Regions from separate parts of the Zea mays genome. Here region 2 is linked to region 1. Evidence: chromatin contacts called from public Hi-C data. All regions are on one chromosome and are shown on one strand. Each heading gives the region's core, a stretch centred on a gene start, on an enhancer-like site or on the middle of the called end of the contact. The rest is flanking DNA. Distances are from core to core; before and after follow the strand shown.

What was found. Hi-C and Micro-C count contacts between places; a contact is called where the count stands out from the background.
Region 2: a Hi-C map of leaf shows a contact between it and region 1, with 6 times the contacts expected there. The contact joins the enhancer-like site here to the promoter of LOC103641087 in region 1. A contact is called at or near these places in 3 of 25 Hi-C or Micro-C datasets (bundle sheath and leaf) and 1 of 3 datasets of contacts at active chromatin or transcription factors (leaf).

What each region holds. Positions count from the first base shown.
Region 1 is chr10:54,418,926-54,425,285 of Zm-B73-REFERENCE-NAM-5.0, forward strand. It overlaps LOC103641087 (Protein SUPPRESSOR OF MAX2 1), which reads left to right and starts at 1,650. Exons shown (of 3, transcript XM_008664471.3): 1 at 1,650-3,156; 2 at 3,538-3,814; 3 at 3,900-5,794. The coding sequence starts at 1,943. The coding sequence ends at 5,480.
Region 2 is chr10:54,707,892-54,713,614 of Zm-B73-REFERENCE-NAM-5.0, forward strand. No RefSeq gene overlaps it. Among protein-coding and RNA genes, the nearest start is that of LOC118473549, 270 kb to the left of the region's middle. Within about 2 kb of position 2,085, at least 19 of the 20 cell types and tissues checked have an H3K27ac peak or open chromatin away from gene starts, as enhancers often do. A contact at or near this core is called in bundle sheath and leaf, where this site is marked.

The sequences.
Region 1 (6,360 bases), core at 400-2,899:
GATGCGTGGAGCTGGGCTGAGCGGTGTTGGTGAAGTGGGTCTGTAGTTGGGCCGAGCCTACAGGTAAATGCTTCCCTTTTATATTTTTTTTGTTTGATTTTGTTTTTAATTCTGTTTTCAAATCTAAATTTCAGATTGATTTCAAATTTTACATTCAAACTAAATATACAACAAAACCACTAGCATGCAATGCAAAAACATTAATGTATATTTATTACTTATGTCATTTCCTTTATTTAGGCAAACACTGCAAATAGGCTATGCACGCATATTATTCTATTTTAAAGAAAGTATAATTCCAATGTAAAACTATGTGTTTTTAGGAAGTAGTTTAACATGATTCTTTTAAGGATATACCTATACACTTCAACTAGAGTTAATTTAGTTTATATAAGTCTCTTTTGCTTAATCTTTTATTACCAAGTATATTTATTTTGGGATAGGTAAACACAAAGGTAACAAGATCCTTATTAAAAGATATTTTTTAAACCAAGATTATGGAGAAAAATTAACAAGTCTCTAAGATAAGATTTTGGGTGTTACATGATTGTCAGTGTGTGATGACCGACAAGTAAGGTCATCCGAAATAGGGTTTGGAGGGCTTTCACATAAGCTAATTCAACGGTGAAAGCAAAGGCGATGATTTATATGGGTTCATATAGTTGGCTAGCGTAATACCTGACGTCTAGTTATTATGTGGGTTTTCTTGTGTTGGATTGTAATATGTAGTAATATGTTGTGTATTGGTTGTCGATCTATGAAGTTATGCCCTCCTTTATACAGTCCAGAAGGCAAGTTTTCTAGTTAGTTAAAATAATATGAATCATAGTAGAATTATAGTGCAGTTAGATGAGTTTTCTTGTATTGAATCATCTTTTATATAGTCCATGAGATAAGTCTTCTAACATGTACTACTATGAGTTCTATTAAAATTATACTAGCATATAGTCTGTGCTAACACTATGATTCTGGGGAAGGGGATCAACGGCGGTGGCGACGACATGAGGGGAGGGGTTGATAGCGGTGGTGGCGCGAGTGAGGGGGCGACGAGGACGCGGGGGAGGAGGAGGTTAGGGGCGGCAAGATCACTGTGATAGAGGGGAAGAGAGGGGAAGAGATGATAGATGATCTAAATAATATTGTTTATTGGATTTGAGTAAGAGAGGAGTTATCTAGCAATCCAAATCATTGGTTTTAATGATGCGTTAAGTCTAAGTGTAAATTATTATGAGTGTGAGTTGAATTGGTTATGTGAGTTTTGCAAAATATATATATATATATGATAAAAGTCTTTGGATTATAAGTTAGAAGTTTTAGTGGAATAGTTTATGAAAAAAAATCTAATTAGACTTTTTCTTTTTTGCAAGGTAACTGGCAACTATGTCCCACGTATAACCTTGTGTTCCTTCCATTTGTTAGGTCGTCTTGTGTTTATCGTTGTGAATAATTTTGAAAATTTTAATTTCGTTGATGAAATAAATAGGAGGCCTTACAGTAGGGAACATAAAATTATACAGTATACAACATATGTATAATTACTTATATAATAATAAAAAAGGAAAAAGAAACGAGGGGAAAAAATCTGTTCACCTCCTTCCCCTGGACCGCGTGGGTAAACAAGAAAGTGATGAAATACGACGTTGGGAGATGTCGTAGGAGACGAAGATTCTATTCGCTTGCTACTTCCCTCTGCTCCTCTGCTACTACTACTTCAGTTCTCGCCTTCTCTTTCTGCCCTCACCTGACTCCTCCCTTCCTGCCATTTCTCTCTCGATAGTCGATACCACCACACCTCCGCTCCCCTCCAAGCCTCTCCTTTTCCTAAGCCCCGACGTCTTCCGACTTCCAGGTCGGTGCCGGGCAACAATAACTTCTTGGTCACCGAGCCAAAAGGGGGTCTTTTCGGTTCTTGCGATCGATTGATGAGCGGCGGGTGGCGGCGATGAGAGCGGATCTCAGCACCATCCAGCAGACGCTCACGCCGGAGGCGGCGGCGGCGCTGGCGCGTGCCATCGACGAGGCTGCGCGGAGGAGGCATGGCCAGACCACGCCGCTCCACGTCGCCGCCGCGCTGCTCGCCGCGCCGGCCGGTCTGCTGCGCCAGGCGTGCGCTCGCGCGGCCGCCGCCGGTGCCGGGCCTGGCGCCGCTGGTAGCGCCGGCGGTGCGCACCCGCTGCAGTGCCGCGCACTCGAGCTCTGCTTCTCCGTCGCCCTCGACAGGCTGCCGGCCGCGGCCTCGGCGGCGGCGGCGGCGGCGTCGCATGCGTCGGGGCCGCCGGTATCGAACGCGCTCGTCGCGGCGCTCAAACGCGCGCAGGCGCAGCAGCGCCGGGGATGCCCCGAGGCCGCGCAGCAGCCGCTGCTCGCCGTTAAAGTCGAGCTCGAGCAGCTCGTCCTCTCCATCCTCGATGACCCGTCAGTCAGCCGCGTCATGCGCGAGGCCTCCTTCTCCTCTTCAGCCGTCAAGACCACCATCGAGCAGTCGCTCGCGTCGCCTTCTCCGCCGCCCTCCGCCGTCTCCACCCCGACCGTCGCCGCGACTACGACCTTGGCCCCGTCCCCTTCTCCGCTCTCACGACTCGGCTCAGCCAACGCCTACATGAACCCTCGCCTCGCAGCCGCCGCAGGCGGTGGCGGGGACGACGCGCGCAAGGTGCTCGACGTCATGCTCAAGCCGGCGCGCCGCAACCCGGTGCTCGTGGGCGACGCCGGGCCAGACGCGGTGCTGAAGGAGGCGGTACGCAGGATCCCGATGGCTGGCTCTCCTTCCCTCGCCGGTGCGAAGGTCTTGCCGCTCGAGAGCGACCTCGCCAAGCTCGCCGGTGACAAAGCCGCCTTGGCGGCGAGGATCGGGGACCTGGGCCCGGTGATCCAGAGGCTCCTCGTGGACCACGGTGCCGTGGTTCTTGATCTTGGAGATCTCAAGTGGCTGGTGGACGGGCCGGCGGCAGCAGCGTCAGAGGGGGGCAAGGCGGTGGTGTCGGAGATGGCGCGGCTGCTGAGGCAGTTCGGAAGCGGCAAGGTCTGGGCCGTCGGTACAGCCGCTTGCGCCACCTACCTCCGATGCAAGGTCTACCACCCAACCATGGAGGCCGAGTGGGACCTCCAGGCGGTTTCTATCGCCCGCAGCGCGCCGCTCGCCGGCGCAGCTCTCAGGTGCGTCTTTCTCTCTTCGCTATTCCGCCTTCTTTGTTGCATCTACCATGTCTGCTGTTGTTCTTTTCTTTTTTTTTTACTCAAACTTGTATCAGTTTTCTGTTGTCTTGGACCAGATGAGTAAATAAATAATAAATTAGTTTATACTCGATAACCTAAATTTACTACAGTTGAATAAGTCATCATGAAGGCTAGTACTACTCTAAAAAGTTTGGTGCCTTTTTTAATAATGTACTTCCTCCTTTATTTCCAAATTATAAGCTACTTATCTTAAAAAAAGTCAAAAACGGCTTATAATTTAGAGTCGGAAGAGTAATAGTTTTCTAATTTTGTACACTGTGATCCAAAACAGGTGATCTAATTAATTTATTGAAATTATAGGCCTGGGAGCACTGGAATTCTGGGCAACTCAGTGGGGATGTTATCGCATACTCTCCGGCCTATGCCGGTGACACCAACAGCACTCCGATGGCCGCCAGGGGCAGGGAGTGACAATCCTCTGATGGCTAAGCCGGTCATGTGCCTGCTTTGCAAGGGTAGCTATGACCGTGAGCTTGCCAAGCTTGCAGCTGAGCAGAAGGAAAACCCAGCATCACGCGCTGAGGCTGCTAAGCCTGGTTTGCCACACTGGATGCAGCCCAGCAGTGATCAACCACAGGTTTGTGTTTTTTCTGTGTTGGCTCATAAAATCAGCGTTGGTTCTAATAGGAAGGTGATTGATATAGTCATTTGTGTTTTCACAGACCAAGGAGCAAGAGTTGAAACGGAAGGAGGCTGCCGAAGAGCTTGAGAAGAAATGGCGTGAAACTTGCGCCCGTACCCACGGTAACCGTGCTGGGGCGCCAGCTCTCTCCTTGGGATTGGCTGCCTTAGTTCCACGCCCGCCAGTTGAGCCAAAGATACAACATTCCAGGGGTGGTGTTCCCACCCTTCAGATGAACACCAATTGGGAGAAGCCTGAGGGTACCCCTACGTCTGAGCTTCGTAAGAGTCCGCTAGGCAGCCCAGTGAAGACTGACCTTGCGCTAGGTCCCATGGATCCTGGTGCTACTGTAGAGAATGACCAGAAGGAAAATTACACAGAAGGGCTTACTTCTATGCAAAAGGCTAAGATAGCTGGAATCTCTGATATCGAGTCTTTCAAAAGGCTCCTCAAGGTGCTCACACAGAAGGTCAGCTGGCAATCAGATGCTGCCTCAGCAATTGCTGCTGTTGTAATACAATGCAGAACTGGCAGTGGGAAGAGACGTAACATTGGGACAAGGGGCGACATATGGCTCCTGTTTGTTGGTCCTGACCAGGCAGGCAAGAGGAAGATGGTGAATGCATTGTCTGAGCTGATGGTAAATGCTCAACCAGTGGTTGTAAACTTTGGTGGTGACTCTCGTTTGAGCAAGGATGGTAATGGACTCAATCCGGGTTTTTGGGGGAAAACCTCACTTGACCGGGTCACTGAGGCAGTTCGGCAAAATCCATGTTCAGTTATCATTCTTGAGGGCATTGATCAAGTGGACGCTGTTGTGCGGGGAAAGATCAAGCGGGCAATGGAGACTGGTCGCCTGGTAGACTCTCGGGGCCGTGAGGTCAGCCTTGGCAATGTCATCTTTGTTCTCACCACAAATTGGCTACCTGAGGAACTCAGGAGACCAAAGTTTGAAACATTGCTCCAAGATGAAGGAAGGATGTTGGAGGTAGCAAGCTCTAATTGGCAGCTAGAGCTTTCTATTGAGGACAAGCAGGTTAAGCACCGAGCGGATTGGCTATGTGATGATGCTCGTCCAGCAAAGGTAGCCAAAGAACTGTCCGGTGGGCAAGGTCTATCACTTGACCTCAATTTAGCAGTTGGGGCATTGGATGACACCGACGGCTCACGGAATTCCAGTGATCTCTCTGTGGAACAAGAGCATGAAAAAGGGCACCTTGCAGTCAAGTGTTCAACACCAGCCCCTGACTATGATCTGTTGAATCTCGTTGATGATGCCATTGTGTTTCGGCCAGTTGACTTCGCACCGTTTAGGAAGACTGTCACAGATTGCATATCAGCGAAATTCGACTCAGTCATCGGTAGCTGTAACTCATTCAGAATCGATGAAGACGCTGTTGATCGGATGGCTGGCAGCATCTGGCTCACTGACGAGAAGCTTGAAGACTGGGCCGAGAAAGTGCTCATGCCGAGCATCGAACGGTTGTGGTGCAACGTGAAACACTACAGTGGCCGTGCTGTTGTCCGTATTGCAGCAGTCACAGACAAGGCATTGCCAAGGTTGGGGTGGGCGCGAGAAGGACTACCAGCAACGGTGCCGATCGCCATTGATGGCATGTAGAGAAGGAATTGGGAGTGGGGGGGAGTACATTCTTTTGTATGGTAGTTATGTAAATATTGGGGGAGAATCTGGGGGGAGGTTACTATATGAAGCACATAGGCATGGAGGTTATAGATTTTATAACAAAAAAAAATCGATGTATAGTTTTGATAATATATGTAGCTATGGTCCTTGAAACTAAAAAAAGGTTTCTCTTTTGCACTCGCTAATGTTGCAAGGGGGTGTGGAGGAAGTAAATAATGATGTAGCGCCCTCAATCAAAGTCGACTCCTATCAGACCAGTTGTGATGCATAAAGTATTGAGCTTGCATCAAGTGGCAAAGATTTGACATGTGAATACATGATTTTTCTTTTGGGGGCTCTCGGGAGGTGTTTGATTCTTTTTATGTGAATGTATTAATATACAGCCTCCTCAGCTTCCTGTATGGCTTGGCATTTCTGTGGTCCGTCGAAGGGCTACTGTTGGAAAATGGGACACATTCCACAGTTGTCTTTTTGCTGCAGAGTGGTAAGGTCCAAATAGGTTAAATGAAGAAGCACGTGTGGTCTCCATATTTTTGCCGACTTCTGTTTATTGCTATCGCGTTTCGCCCGGTTCCCATTTTCGCGTATCGTTTTCAAGCTTGAGCTGAGCGATGGATCCCAGACATGCTGCGGCCCACGTTGAAACCTAATTTCCGATATTTCCAAAAAAAATGTTTTTAAAGGTGTTCCCGGTTTCTCACTACTTTACGTGTGAAAGCATTTCATCCTCTATATCCTTTACATGTGAGAACATATCTCAGTACCACCAATCTGCTGTGGTTCCATCTCTTTCTTTTTACATGTTGCTTTCTCTGCGTACTCTGCCGCTTGAGTTTACTATTTTCCAAAAATAAAA
Region 2 (5,723 bases), core at 835-3,334, 290 kb after region 1:
AAAGATATGGAGCTCTCAAGTCGGGTCTGTCTCTCAGCCCTGAGCCCGAGGCAAATCTTCGGTTTTGTCGTGTCTAGGTTCCGAATCCCAATGCCATCTTTAGATATGTGGCAGAGGGATTAGTTTAGCACACTTTTGTTAATGGGAGCTTAGGGTTTTGAAATAGGGATTAAGGTGAACATGCTCGGGTTTGGGTTAGAGGCTGAAATTCAGAAATCTGAATTTCAGATTTCTCTAGAAAGCCTCCAATTGAATGGCATGTTTGGGGTTTTTAATAAACTATTTTAGCCAAACTTTTATAACAATTATTGTAGCTTAGTTAGTATAGCATCCAAAACCTTATGTTAAGGATTTATGGAATTCTCTAGAGGTCTTGAGTTAAAATACTTTTTTTTAAAAAAAAACTTTTCTTAAATTGAAGTTGCTCCTCCTCAAATTCTTCCCTAATAAAAATACTACTAGACGAATTAAGTTATCCCTTTATGGAACTATATGTGTAAGTGATCACTAAAGGATGTAAGATAAAGCATCTCTCAATAAAAGTTATACACTAGGAATTATTTTCTTACATTAACTAGAATTTGTGTGTATAAATTTCATGTTTGAAAACATCTACTTAAATAAGTAAGATAATAAATAAATAAATAAAATCATGTCTTGCATTCATGTTGGGGTTTTGATGGTGAATTTGAATTGACTTAAAGCTTCAACTCGATGTGAATTGAATTAAAACTTGAAATGGAAAATAAATAAAAGAACTAAATAAACCCTGCACTTATGCTTGGAGATTCGACCGTGCATTTAAAAGTTGAACTCAAACTTTGAGTGTAAATTCCAAACTAAATTTGAGTTTGAATCAAGAAGGGAAATAAAGAAAATAGGGAAGAAAATGAATATAGAAATAAATAAATAAATAAGTCCATTGGGCGCCTGGGCCTATATTCCCAAACTGGCCCAACTAACCCCCCCCCCCCCCCCCCCCCCCCCCCCCCCGCACAGCCCAAACCTGCTCAGTGGCGCCATGACTCTACCCCCAATGACTTGTGGGCCCGATACGTCAGCCGCCTCCTCCCTAATATGCATCATCTCAGCTAGTCACTGCCAGGCGGGTTCATATGGTCAGCTATACACCGGTTCACCCGTGCGATTGAAGTTGCTGACTGGTGGGGCCCATTCGTCGGATCCATCATCTCCACCAGACCATGATGCCAGCCACGTGCGCGTTCACCGTGGGGCTTCTCTGAGCGAAACCGGCCATCGCGCGGACTCCCATCCACTGCGCGTGGGCCCCACTGCTCGGTCTTCCCCTCCCTCATACTCGGCATTGGCATGTGGGGTCGAGTCACCAGCGTCTCCTTCTTCCGTCCACCGCCGGTTGTTGAGATCCGAATCCCGTGCTTCGCCAAAACGAACCGGAGTCATCGGGCATGTTGTTAGGATTGGTTCTTAGCTTCCCATGTATTTATACGCGTCGATCGGCTCCCTCGTCCCCTCATCTACTGTCGTTGAGCTGTGCGAGCCGAGAGTGGACATGAAAGGAAGAAAGTTGTCCCCACAGCCTGTCTCACCATTGCCGCCGGAAACTCGGACCCAAGCCGAGCCTGGCTGTTCGTCCTCTGAGTAATTGGGGAGAGGAGTGCGTCTAACGAAGACTTTAGCGCGGGATCGAGCATCCAATGTGAGATCTCCCTCTCCACTGGTGAATATCACGAACACCGGTATTCGCCGTGACCCAAGGCCAGTACCTCAGTGGGACCCACGCGCTATCGTCATCCGGTCGCCTCCACAGCGTTGTCGCTGGAGTCCCGTTGAGAGCCTCTGCTGCACCGCTGTAAGTAAATCTGGTTCCTTTACCATGGTTGTAGCGCCCGACTCCCACAGAATCGTCCATAGCATCGGCCGGGGTTGCTTCAACCATGGCGCCATCTCCCTGGGCGTTTGCGCCGTCGGCATCGCTGTCGGGTGTAGAAAGAAGAATGGTGGTGCGTTGGATGGGATTTGTGCGGCTAGTATTAGACTGGGGTACCGGTTCGTAGCCGTAGCGAAAGTGAGTCTTCATAGGGGCGATTGTCACTGCTTATAGACCCGAACCTATCGTTCTAGTGGATCTGTGGCGTTGAGATCGGATTCAACGGACGCGATGTGACCGTGCTCTATTAAACGCTGACCGTAGATCGTGCGGGGAATGGCCTGGATCGAATCTGGCGTATCCCTTCAAATCGTTAGATCGGAGTCGTAGATTTCGGATCTAACGACCATAGTCGCGTATCGGTTCATTAATGCCAAGATCTAATCTGAGCCTTCCGTTTTGATCGGGTGGCTTGGTGCCAAGGATACCCCTTCGCGGCTACAGCTTTTCTAAAGAGCCTGTGCCCTTTTGTCATATCAACCCGCAGTCCATAGGATATGTAAAGTAATTACAGACAAGTCCTGTAAACTTATAAACAGAACCCTGAACTCTCTGATTATTGTGCTCGCAGTCCCGAAGTCTGATAAAATAGGAAAAAATGATTTAGGAAATTGATTTCTAGTGCGAAAATAATTTCAGAACTTGTATAATTCATAGAAAATTCATCTTAGCTCCTTTTTAACCCATTCTAGTTGCAATAATTTTGTATTAGTATTGTCTATCAACTAGTAACACTGTTTAACCATGAAACTTGAATCAAAATTGTTCATTTGAATTAATCTATTCTAGGTTCTTAATAACTTCAGAAATTCATAACTTCTTAACCGTAACTCCGAATTTAGCGATTCTTGTTCCTACGATCTCGTTACGACACATAGATTATTATTATACAGTTTATTCTTATGTTTGGTGTGATGTTAATTTTTCCTATACCATGTTTGTTTGTATTGCTACGTTTAGAAGTGAGGTCACGAGAATCTGAAGAGCAAGTTGGTACCTAGAATCTCAAGTGTCAGGCAAGTTGTGTCCTTGATCACTTCCTTTTTACCCAGTCATGTTCTTATTAATCATAATGATCTACATAGGTTAATTTTGATGGGACCCAATAGGTTACCCTAGATTTTGACTATCTTTATACCTTATTTCACCACTGGTTTTACTACTAAATTTTTGGATAGTACATACTATTGCTTTATGTGCCTTTGGGTATAGAGATATTCATCACTCATTGTTAAAATTTTTATTATCTGTTTATTATTTACTATTCATGATAAGATCATTATGTTAATGGAAACATGGAGAACCACCCAGGAAAACAGTGCTACCACAAGGGTTTAATGGGACGCCCTTGGCTGATTAACTTGGAAAGCTAGTGAATGACTTTACCCGAAAGGGGCAAGGGTAGTAGGGGAGTGGTCAGTGTAGGGAGGTCCTTGGGTTGATTTTGCTGCGATGGTGGTCAGGCGAGGGATTCCTGTACTGGAGCTTCCTATAAACTGTAGCGGGTTTTCTAAAGCTAGTGGAACTTTGTAAAGGCCTCGTAGTGGTACCCTGCCTCGCTTCCTTGGTAGAGGTGTATGGGGTCTGATCAACTCCGTGGCAAATGGGTAACACAATTTGTGGGTAAAGATGCATAACCTCTGTAGATTGTAAAACTGGTATACTAGCCGTGCTCACGGTCATGAGTGGCTCGGACGCTCACATGATTAATTTATGGAACTTAAACTTAATTTGTCATTTGCATCGCACCGGGATTATTTTTATTATTATTTTTACTTATTATTACTATGGTTTGGTATTTACTTACACTTAGTAACTGCTAATAAAATTTTGACCAACTTATAAAAGCAATGCTCAGCTTCAGCCTTTATTACATTGATTTGCCTTACACTCCACACGAACTCCACCTTTGGTGAGTTCATGCACATTATTCCCCATAACTTGTTGAGCGATGAACATGTGTGAGCTCACTCTTGCTATCTCACACCCTCCATAAGAGAAGAACAGGTGGTCGAAGAGGAGCCGCATCACTCTGAGGCTTTCGACTTGATCTAGGTGGCGTCTCTTAGTCAGCTTTGTGGCGCCAGGGAATAATATATAGTTTGCTTTATTTTATCATTTATTTCTGTAAGACTTCCGCTATGTAATAAATACATTTATGATATTTATGACATTTATCTCTATGCACTCTGTTATTATATGTGTTGTCTTCTCTGACGCATATATGAGATGCACCCGGCTTTGTCCCTTAAAGCCCGGGTGTTACAAAAGTGGTATCAGAGGAAATGTTGACGGTAGGACAAAACCTAGATAGAAATGGACAAATCCTTACCTACTTATCTTACTCTGATTCATTCTATACTTACCTTACTCTGATTCTTTCTATAGTTATCTTGATCCTGTCTCACCTCCTACCGTTCTACTCTGATTAACCATACTTTTGCTACTCTGATTCTTTTCTAGACTTATCTTAATCTTTTCTCATCTATTTCCGCTTTACTCTGAATATTCTTACCTTTCCTTTCTAAATACAAATGTGGATTTCACACTTTGAAATCTTGTGCCTAAAGTGACTTTAGGAATTGGAGACCTACTCTTAGGAACAAAATCAAAACTATTTTTATAGTTATCTATATGCCTGGGTGTTTGTTCTTATGATATTTGTCTGATTTGGATCTTTGATTGAGTGTGATGAGTCGTGGAGTAATGTCCACAATTATATATAAGTATAAGCATAAGTATAAATAAATAAAATTCATGAGATTAGATTATCCTCCATTAAAGTGTATCTATTTTAATAGATCAATCTTATCTTGAAAGATTCTTTTTTTATCTTAATAGATTATCTTATCTTAAAAGATACTCTCTTATATTAATAGATCCATCTTATCTTAAAATTCTCTCTTATCTTGATAGATCCATTTTATCTTAAAAGATTCTCTCCGATCTTAAAAGATACTCTCTTACCTTAATAGACTCATCTCTTCTCGAAAGGATTCTCATCTTATCCTAATAGATCTAATTAATCTCAAAAGATTCTAACATGATCTTAGAGACTCATCTTGACGTAACAAACATACTTATCCCAACCACTTTGCTTATTTCATAATAGTGTAACAAACATGATCTACGCCAAAATAAATTTAGTAGATCTTATCTAGTCTAATCTGGTTATACCAATTTAGTCCTGATCAGATCTAATCTAATGGACAAACATGTTAGATAATACTGGTAAAATAAGATTGGATCCTATTCTTACAAATATGTTTTAATCTAAATTGGGTCTTAGTCCAACCTGGCCATATGCAACTACCCTAACCACTCGATGGTTGCATAACCCTCTGTTTTAACCAAACAAAGAATCTGACCACCTACACCATATGACCCCTCCTATCTCAAAAGATTCTAACATATATTAATAATATATATCCTATCTTGGTAGACCTATTTAACTTAAACTAGTCTAATCTAGTTATATCCAATCCAATCTAGACCCTAACTAATCTAATATGATATGATCTAAAGGGAGTTACTTAAACAAGTTAGTTAATGCTGGTAACACAAATTAGACCATCTTCATATAAATGGGTTTAAAACCTTAATTGGTGTCTTAAACCAACTTGTCCGTGAAACCACGACCTAGCTTATGCTATAGGTTGCTCAACTCATTTATCTCAAAAGCAAAATAAAATTATGTTTAATCTACCTACCCCATGTAACCGCAATTGTTATCCCACCTTGATGATGGCATCTAACACCATGACCGATGGTCCCTAATTCAGACCCTCAAAGGAAGCTCGATTATGCCATAGTA